Linked DNA regions of Mus musculus: region 1 is linked to region 2. A link is a contact called in public Hi-C data. All regions are on one chromosome and are shown on one strand. The core of a region is the stretch at or near the end of the contact, and the rest is flanking DNA. Distances in the headings are between cores, read along the strand shown. Region 1 overlaps Zscan22 (zinc finger and SCAN domain containing 22). Region 2 overlaps Lig1 (ligase I, DNA, ATP-dependent).

Region 1 (5,152 bases), core at 323-2,822, 390 kb before region 2:
GATAACTGCAGATTGGAATATTTCAATAAAAAGTAATAAAATCCTACCACATGGGCAGGGACTGCATACCAATTGGGCTTCTCCAACATCTGCATTTCCTTCTGTGTTGCCAGTGGAGGGAGTCCTCCAAGCAAAGGTTCACATTGCAGGCAGGCCAAACATAGGGCTGTTCCAGAGGTGCCAGATGAAGAGTATTTAGATAGGACTAAGAACCTTCCCCAGTTTGTAGGGCTGCAGATTCCTGTATCTGTGGTGCAGCTGTGCCATGAGGCAGTTTGGAAACAATGTGTAAACACAAAGTTCAGACTCACGGATCTCCTTTTCACAGAAGGTCAAGCCAGACTCACTGGCACCTACTGGGCTCTGATCTCTATAACAGCTATGAAGCCTTTAGTTCCAAGGCTGTCAGACCCAGCACCAAGAGCTGTAACACAGGCTACATTGGAGGACTGAGAAATCTCAATACCTAAGATTGCCTGTTCCATACAATGCCACCTGCCCCTGTGGGCTGAGGAATCCATACATTTAGACCTACAGGAGCTCTAGCAGTAAGGTGAAGACCCAACTTTTCACAAAGGGTGATAACACTAGGGGGCGCTGGTCTGTAGCTGTTTTTACACAGGGCTTGAAAATTAGCTGCAGGCAAGCACGGAAGGAAACCTGCTATCAAGCCCTTGAGTCTATCTGTAGAGCAGAAGCACCACAATAGGTTGGTGGTTTACACAAAATTGCCTAGTCCAAGGCTACCCCACCTGTCTGGTCACGGGCCATCTTCACCCCTACTGACTGTTCCCAAGCTTCAGCCTAGGCTGGCTATGGGGGCTATGTAGGACAGGATACGGCTGTCCTTTTTGTGCAGGCGCGAGTCCCTTCTGCACATGTGTGTGTGTCTTCATTGTCTCTCAATGGACACTTGGAGCTACAGTGTCAGACGCTACCCTTATGGGAAAAGCAGCCAAGAAACATTTAAGAAAGAAATGACCTGAAGGACATGTTCCTGAGACTAGCTCTAGAACTTTCAGGGAGGGAGGCAATAGGTTCCTCCAGCCTCTTTGAGGTGAGGACATTGAAGCAGACAGAAAATGCCTTAAGCCGACTGGAAAGGGAAACAGCAAGTTACAAAGGCCTGGAAAGTGGGTAATGTCCCGGCGTACGCCAAGAAGTGTGCTCGGCTCTAAGAGCCTTAGACTACCATGACTGGTAATAGGTTGGGCTCCCTTCATGAGTTTCAGTCTCCCAGCCACTATAGGATCCAGGAAGGCGTCAGATCTGCACGGAACTAGATAGGCAAAGAGAAAACGCTGCAGAACTGTAGGGAAAGGCAGGAACCGGAAGTGTGCTGTTTCTTATCTCTTCCCTAATCTTACGGTCCGGGAAGGAATGGCAGCACCATTAAGGGCCTGAAGGACTCCGTCTTGGAGACCAGAGCTGCAGGACTAGGCAGAATGTCTCGTTCTCATCGGTGGCTTCCAGCTCGAAACCAGAAGCGGACACATCCTTTTCCCCTCCGTCTCTTAAGTGTTGGGACGGGACCAAAAGCGGGGTAGGGGCACAGCGCAAGGCCTCGTGGGAAACGTAGTACTATTACATCCCTCCTGTGTTATGGCAACAGAGTTAGACGCACCTCCCACCCCCACTCCCCAGTGGGCTATTAACCTTCCTTAGTAAGGAGATAGTAACCGCAGAAACGGTCTACCACTCTCCCACCAAGCTCAAGTTAACGTTGAAAGACTTTTTTTTTCTTTTTTAAGATTTATTTATTTTGCCAGGCAGTGGTGGCACATTCCTTTAATCCCAGCACTTGAGCACTTGGGAGGCAGAGGCAGGTGGATTTCTGATTTCGAGGCCAGCCTGGTCTACAGAGTGAGTTCCAGGACAGCCAGGGCTACACAGAGAAACCCTGTCTCGAAAAACTCAAAAAAAAAAAAAAAATTATTTATTTTATGTGTGTGAGTACATTGCACTGTCTTCAGACACACCAGAAGAGGGCATCAGATCCCACTACAGATGGTTGTGAGCCACTTTGTGGTTGCTGAGAATTGAAAGCAGTCAGTGCTCTTAATCACTGAGCCATCACTCCAGCCCATGTTGAAAGACTATTGAAAAGCCCTAAAATGTCCCAGTGAGTGTGCCACCCTCCAGGCTAGTGAAATCCTGGCTCTAGAAGTGGAATTGACCACTGAGTATCAAAGTTCACTCGGTAACTATATGTGCATCCTGCATGAAGAAGAACCAACCCTCGCCCCGTGGTGTGAAACCTATTCTCCTGGTCTTGGATAGAATGACCTGGTCAAGCCAACTGCCTTTTGTTGGTTTTCATAACATCCTCCATCTATCCTATAATTTTTACCTTCATCTGATTTTGTTGTTTTGAAACAAGATCTCATATAGCCCAGACTGGCTAAGAATATTGAGAGCTGGGCCTAAAGAGATGGCTCAGTGGTTAAAAGCACTGGCTGCTTTTCCAGAGGGCATGGGTATGTTTTCCAACACCTTCATGGTGGATCACAACCATTCATAACTCCAGTTACAGGAATCCATTATCAACTTATGATACCTCTATGAGCATCAAGCAGGCATATGGTATCCATACATTCAAGAAAAATACACACCAACTTAAAATAAAATAAAATAAGGGCTGGTGAGATGGCTTAATGGCTAAGAGCACTGGCTGCTCTTCCAGAAGTCATGAGTTCAATTCCCAGCAACCACATGGTGGCTCACAACCATCTATAGGGGGATCTGATGCCTCTTCAGGCAGGCTGAGGTATATGCAACAGAGCACTCATGCATTAAATAAATAACTTTTCTAAAATAAAAATAAAAATCACACACACACAAAAAGCATTTTGAAAGCTATAAGATGCTGGGCGTGGTGGTGCACGCCTTTAATCCCAGCACTTGGGAGGCAGAGGCAGTCGGATTTCTGAGTTCGAGGCCAGCCTGGTCTACAAAGTGAGTTCCAGGACAGCCAGGACAGCCAGGGCTACACCGAGAAACACTGTCTCGAAAAACCAAAAAAAAAAAAAAAAGCTATAAGACAAGGAGAAGCTGAAGTCAGTAGGCCAGGTGGTTAGAAGACACCACCTTGCATCTGTATTCGTTTCCCTAGTAACACACACTGTCTTCATCTTAGTAAAGACTCATTTTGGAATTCTGACTTCTGTGTGTTGTTTTTATCTGTTATACTTTGTCACTCTGGCAAACAGGAAACTGCTCATGGAGCATTTGGGGAAGAGCTTTGTCTCCTCTCCTCTCCTACCTCCCCACCCCCCTGCTGGGTTTCTAAAACAGAGTAACCCTCTTTATCTTATGCTACCCTCAAACTCATCATCCTCCTGCCACAGCTTCCTAAGCCCTGTGACTACGTATGCATCCATGGCCGACTCCAATCATTCATTTATGGGTTCGTTGTTCTATTTTATATTTTATATTTATTTAGTGGAAGGTAGCGGCACACACACGATAGGCCCTAGAACCCTAGAGCACCTGTGGAGGTAGGAGAAACTTGTGGGAGTTGATCCTCTCCTACCACCATGTAAGTTCACACTATCAAATTCAGGCCATCATACTAAGTATTTACCTGCTAAGCCAATTTGCCAATAATCCTTTGAGCAAGGAAAGCCACACACCCAGTTGTCCTGGTATTTATGTTTGTGATTCCAGTATTTAATGCTGGTCTTACTTTTTTTTTTTTTTTTTTTTGGTTTTTCAAGACAAGGTTTCTCTGTATAGCCCTGGCTGTCCTGGAACTCATGTTGTAGACCAGGCTGGCCTCGAACTCAGAAATCCACCTGCCTCTGCCTCCCGAGTGGTGGGATTAAAGGCGTGCACCACCACGCCCGGCTAGTCTTACATTTTTAATATTGCCTATTCCCATTTTCCTAAGTAAGTAAATTTATGTAAATCTGTGGTTCTCAACCTGGGGACAGTTCTGTTTTCTAGGGTACAGTTGTTCATGTCTAGAGGTACTGGAAGCTGTGGTGGGGCAGGGAACACTACTAGTATTTTGTAGATGGAGGCCAGAGATACTGCTAAGCATCCTGGAATGTACAGGATAGACCTAGCCATAAATGCAGTGTGCTGAGCTAGAAAACCCAGTGAGGAGCTGGGGTCCAGGCTGCTTGGTAGAATGCTTGCCTACCGTGCACAAACCCCTGACCCCACACTTAGGAAGAGGAGGCAGAATAATCAGAAATTCAAGGTCAGCCTCAGCTTCATAGGAAGTTTGAGGCCGGACTGGGCTTCATAGGTCTGTCTCAATAAAACCAAAATATAAATTGTTATCTCTGCGGACGAAATACGCCAATTCATACAGAATTAAAAAGTATAAAGGCCGGTTTACTGGGGCAGCTTTCCAGTGGGTTCACCAGTCCCAAGGAATGAGGCCAGGGAAGTTATCGTGCGAGGCAGGGAGACAAAGGAGAGGGCGCCAAAATGTCTGGATTATATAGTGAAGAGCTTCTTGGGGAGAGGAAGCCTAGCCCCTGGGGTTGGAAAGTTCAGGTAAGAATGTGGGGTGTGCCAGCCATGTCCTAAATAGGTAGGGATTGAGGGATGCTGGAAGAACTTGGAGGCCAGGTCCTCTTTGCCTCTTTGCCTATTAAGGCATCCCAGCCCCTTGTCCTGGGTCTGAAACCCAACATAAGTAAATATGGGGTAGGGTATATGTATGTTCTTAAGATCTTATTTATTATGCAGTGTTCTGCCTGAATGTGTGCCTGCAGGCCAGAAGAGGGCACCACATATCATTATAGATGTTCATGAGCCACACCATGTAATTGCTAGGAATTGAAATTTGGACCTCTGGAAGAGCAGCCAGTGCTCTTAAACTCTGAGCCATCTCTCCAGCCACTTGACTGTTCTTCTAAGTGAATTCAAATAGCCCTAAGAGGTCAGCAAGATAATTGTTTTAAGATGTTTGTTGCTGAGCCTGACAACCTAAGTTAAATCCCCAACCTACATAATGCAAGGAGAGAGCTCTCCAGGATGCAGTCCTCTGCCCTCCACACATGCCTCCCTAGAAGCAAATAAATAAGTAAAGATAATTTTTAAAACGGAAAAAAATGTCGGGCGGTGGTGGCTCACACCTTTAATCCCAGCACTCGGGAGGCAGAGGCAGGCAGATTTCTGAGTTCGAGGCCAGCCTGGT
Region 2 (4,900 bases), core at 743-3,242:
TTTTCTATGTGTGAACAACTATACCCAGACAGTTTCTGAGTACTTCTTCCCTTTGCTGAGACCCTTGTCTTTTCCCCCTCAGCTCTCTCTTGTGAACTGAGCAGGGCATGGAGTGCAGCAGCAAAAAATGTCCAGAAGGCAGTGGCTTGGCCACAGAATTTGCTATGTGCATACATGTTCAGAGCAAGGCAGGCAGCTGTGGCAGCATGTGGCTGTGCTCCAGTGTTCATCTAGGGACCTGGGTTCCTTCTATCTCATCCTTCTATTTGCTTCCTTTCACTCTAAAGCCTATATGATCAGGGAAAGGGGGGGAGTAACATTGCTTGTAAAGGATATGACCATATTACTTGTTCTGTTATTTGTTACTTCTGTGCCTATTTATGACCTTTATTAGCTTCCAGGGAGGCTGGTATGAGGACCCAAGTTTCTCTTCTGAAATGTGGGTAGTCCTCTCCCTTATGTCAGCAGAAGTGAGTAGTAGTCCAAAGACACATTGGTAGCTTTTGCCTTTCCCCTGGCCCCCCTAACTTGCTTTCTTTCCTCCCAGGGGTCCCTCTTAAACCAATGCTGGCTCATCCCACTCGGGGTGTCAGTGAGGTCCTAAAACGCTTTGAGGAGGTCGACTTCACCTGTGAATATAAATACGATGGGCAGCGAGCACAGGTATGGGCAAGCACAGCCCTTCCTGTATGAGGAAGGTACTCACTGTAGGTTAAGTGGCACTCTCACTCGTGAGTGCGTGCACACACTCTCTCTCTCTCTCTCTCTCTCTCTCTCTCTCTCTCTCTCATTCATTTACTTTAAATATAAGTTTAAAAAAAAGTAGGAAAAAGAAAGATGGTGAATGCCAGACACAGGTTACAGGTATCAGGAAACTTGAGGTGATTTGCTCAGATCTATGTAGTAGCTCTTTGAGCTTCCCAACCTATGAATGAAGGTGAGATCTGAAGACAGTGTCACATAGGAAAGACTTGCTTGATTTCCTCTTCTGTGATGGTAGATACATGTTCTGGAAGGTGGAGAAGTGAAGATCTTCAGCAGGAACCAGGAAGACAACACAGGAAAGTATCCTGACATTATCAGCCGCATCCCCAAGGTGAGCATGTGCTTGCTGGGCTATAGTACGGCCCCTCTGGACCACCCTGATTCTGTGGGGGTGGGGTTCATTAGGAGTAGGAGGAGCCTGGAAAATATATATCTGCATATAACAAACTTGGTTTCAGTGTGGCCTGAGCAGATGTTGCTTATATCTTGGATCTGGAAGCAGGTGTAGGCTGTTCTGACTCCACTATCTTTGGTTGGTCAGTTTTTCATCACCATTTTTGTCTCCCCATAGCCACTACATTCCAGACAGAAGCAATGAGGGTTTTAGGCTTTTGTCCCACCCAGCCCACTCCCCCCACTGTGGATACAGTCTAACACAGGTTCCTATGAATGACTTTAGTAGAGTCCTGGATCGGGCTGTCCAGTGGTGAGGCTGAGAGAGGATCTCAAGGACACAGGCCTGTGAGCAGCTGGAGCTTTATAAGTAGCTCAGAGGCAGAGCAGGGCTGGGCCTTAGGCCAGGGGTTTCTTTGCACCTTGTAGATATTGGGAATTGAACCCAAATCCTCTTCAAGAATATCACTCTTAACCACTGAGCACATCTTAGTTTTGCTGTATTCCAGAAGTGGCCTTAAGCAGTATGTTGTCTTCTATGCCCATTCTTATTCAGCAAGTGTTGATTAGGCATCTGCTGTGTGCCATAGCTTGTAGTACCGTAGCCAGGGCTTGCTCCCTTCATTAGTGATGGGCAAAGTGGACTCTGAAGAATAGGTCCAATATCTGTGACTGAGTAGAACCATAACTGTGGCTGAGCTACTGCTAGGTGATTAGAACACTAATCTAGAGTCTTAAACAATGAGAAACTGGAGGTGTACTTGACTTGAGTGTACCAGTGAGGAGCTGAAGGCATGGCTCAGTGATAGAGACATTGCCTTGAAAACACCAGTGAGTAACTGGTAGCATGGCTCATGATAGAACATGACATGTTTGCCTGACATGTACTACCCAAGACCCTATGTTCAATCCCTACCCCTAGTGAAGAACAAGTAGATTTGAATTGAACTTTTGTTTGAATTGTCAAGAAAGCAGAGTTCCTAAACCACAAAGTTAGCTCTGTCTGAAAGACAGTTCCTGACGTTGTGCCTGGGAAAAGAAGGCTTTCCAGGGAAGGCAGACCACAGGAAAGGGAATGGGGAGGAAGACAAGCAATTCAGAGGCTCAATGCTTTTGAGATACCTGTCCCTTAGAGACACAGACCACCTGCTGATGTGCTCAAGGAAAGAGAGGCTTAGGGGACCAGGCAAGGAGAGAGGATCAGGGGCTGATGAAGAGTTTTCCACGACTCAGGGAAGTGGCATACCATTTTTATCAGCAAGTACAGCCATAATAATCAGGGTTTGTGACAACTACCCTGTCTACTGGCCAAGACTATTGTAGTTAAGGTCAGCGCAGGATGGTAGACTAGCAGCTGGGGTGGTTGAGGCAGGATGTGGTGAGGTGGAGACAGTTTGGTTTAGGCAGACCTCAGAGTGGGAGTACTGGGTTCACAGGAAGTTGAATGTGGTTAAGAGAAGAGGGAAGTTTCTCTGGCTGCTGCTGCTGTGTCTGGTCTGTGGTACCAAATGACAAGTCATCAGGAAAGCTAGTGTACCTTGGTGAGGACTCTTGTGTCTTGCTGATGTCAGCTGTGGTTTGTGAGAGCAATGGGAGGGTAAAGGAATTCATTGGCCTGTCTTTTGACCTCGTCCTTTTGTAGATTAAACACCCCTCAGTCACATCTTTCATTCTGGACACTGAGGCTGTGGCCTGGGACCGGGAAAAGAAGCAGATCCAACCATTCCAAGTACTCACCACGCGCAAGCGCAAGGTAGCATCAACCCATATACTTCTGGAGCAGTGCTACACTTTGTTTTTTTCCTCCCAGTCCTGACTTTGGGGTTCTACTTGGTTCTCTAAGGGGCAGAATGAATCTGGATGTAGATCTGCTAGCTTTGGCAAAGTGGCCACCATTGTCCAAACCATCACATTCTTATCCCAGCATCCCAGTTAGGAAAGATAGAAGGGTCCTTTTCCTGTATATGTCATTTCACTATGAAAGCCTTATTGGGGAAGTCACATATCTTGTACCTCAGCTGGCTAGAATTGTGACATTTTATCATCATTAGCTACAAGGGAGGCTGATGAAGTCAGGATTTCCCAAGAGTCATCCTCATTTTGGGCTAATGCCTGCAGCATTGCTTCCTCCTAGGCAGTGTGACCTTAGCTAGGGGTAGGTGTGGAATGGTAGGGATCAGCCTGAGACATAGTGAGATAGGACACAGAATGCCACCTTCCCTCCCCTCATGCCTGGTCTTTTATTCTGTTTCAATTAGGAGGTTGATGCATCGGAGATACAGGTGCAAGTGTGTCTGTATGCTTTTGACCTCATCTACCTCAACGGAGAGGTGAGTTCTGTTTTGTGACAGGCGGCCACAGGGTAGCAGGTTGGAGTGAGCTTGGAGCTGTCTGTCTGGTTTCCATTTCTAATTCTACCCTAGCACTGAGCTGGGATGTCTTCCTCAGGCAATGATTCTCTTGAAGTGTGGGCTCTGGAGGCCAGAGGCCCTCACTCAGACTTTATTGGAGGGTGTTTTTGAGGACTCCTCTCGTGGTTTTACATTTGTATGCTTTTTCTTCCTGTCACGTCTGTATGAAGTAGGTTTTTCTCCCCATGACTGCAGGAACTATGGAAAAGCCAGCTTCTATTCTCTTGAACAAAAGGGTCTGTATACTGTCACTCAGCCGTACTCCCTCTTCTCACTGTTCATTTTTAAATAGAGGTGTGTTTTATGAAACATGCTGTTTGGAGATATGGAGGTATAGCACAGAAGTAGACTACCTACCTGCCTGGCTTGCTCAAGGACCCAAGCTTCATTTGCAGAACACAAAAAAGGGAAATCAAATGCTAATTGGGTGTATTGGATATACTGTTTTTTAATGAATTAAAAAGTCTTTAAATTTCAAATTTCTGTATCACAAATATCAAGAAATGTGACTCCCCCCCCCCCCCAATTCTTTCCCCCTAAATAGAAGCTCTTTAAATTAGAGTCCTCAAGTATATTTTAACAGGCTGGGGGTGTTGCTCACTGGTACGGTCCCTGCGTAGACTCCCCTAGTGAAGGAATGGGGTCATGGCTCAGGTGTTCTACCTGCCTAGAATCCCCTAGTGAAGGCCTTGGGGCTCAGAAGTAAAGTATGTGCCCAGTATTTATGAGACTTGATGTCTCATAAATATCTCTAGTCTTTTCTTTAAGAGAAAAGGAAAGGAAAGGAAAGGAAAGGAAAGGAAAGGAAAGGAAAAAGATTATTAAGGTTCTTGAGACTGAAAGTTTGAAAATGGTCACTTAGGGTATCAGAAATCATTCTCACCTCAGCCTGGTGAGAAATCATCCTGTGTGCTTATGGGGTTGGGCTTAGTGGTGAGATCTCTCATACTTTTCTTGCCTCGCCTTTCTGCTTCTCTCTTGATGTCCTCTGTCTGGCCAGTGCCAGTCAAATCTCTGTACTGGTCCTGATCTGAGTCTGTTACTGGGCCATCAGGACATTCTATATGGTCCTGGCAACTGAATCATAGAGTGCATATTGTATCCACCAGACAGAGGATTTTACCTTAGAGAAGAAAGGTGAGCAGAGGCTAGCCTTCCCATGGATAGATAGCATCTCATGCAGGTTATATCTGTCCAGTTTGTATGTATAAAGTTTGTGTGTGTGTGATCTGGCCTCAGCCTCCTAAGTTAGCAAGCAGGCACCACCCCTGCCCAGCTTACTGAACCATGTTTCATAAAGGACCTATCTCAACATCTTTGAACTTTGGTAT

Evidence for each region. A called contact is a pair of places that touch in the nucleus more often than the background predicts.
Region 1: a Hi-C map of Th1 cells shows a contact between it and region 2, with 3 times the contacts expected there. The contact joins two enhancer-like sites. A contact is called at or near these places in 2 of 39 promoter capture datasets (erythroid cells and liver) and 1 of 484 Hi-C or Micro-C datasets (Th1 cells).

The regions. Positions count from the first base shown.
Region 1 is chr7:12,909,014-12,914,165 of GRCm38.p6, forward strand. It overlaps Zscan22 (zinc finger and SCAN domain containing 22), which reads left to right. Exons shown (of 3, transcript NM_001290436.1): 3 at 1-70. Among named protein-coding and RNA genes, the nearest start is that of Rps5, 11 kb to the right of the region's middle. Within about 2 kb of position 1,573, at least 302 of the 459 cell types and tissues checked have an H3K27ac peak or open chromatin away from gene starts, as enhancers often do. A contact at or near this core is called in Th1 cells, where this site is marked.
Region 2 is chr7:13,300,384-13,305,283 of GRCm38.p6, forward strand. It overlaps Lig1 (ligase I, DNA, ATP-dependent), which reads left to right. Exons shown (of 29, transcript NM_010715.3): 18 at 548-663; 19 at 1,001-1,096; 20 at 2,801-2,911; 21 at 3,417-3,488. Among named protein-coding and RNA genes, the nearest start is that of Pla2g4c, 23 kb to the right of the region's middle. Within about 2 kb of position 1,993, at least 74 of the 459 cell types and tissues checked have an H3K27ac peak or open chromatin away from gene starts, as enhancers often do. A contact at or near this core is called in Th1 cells, where this site is marked.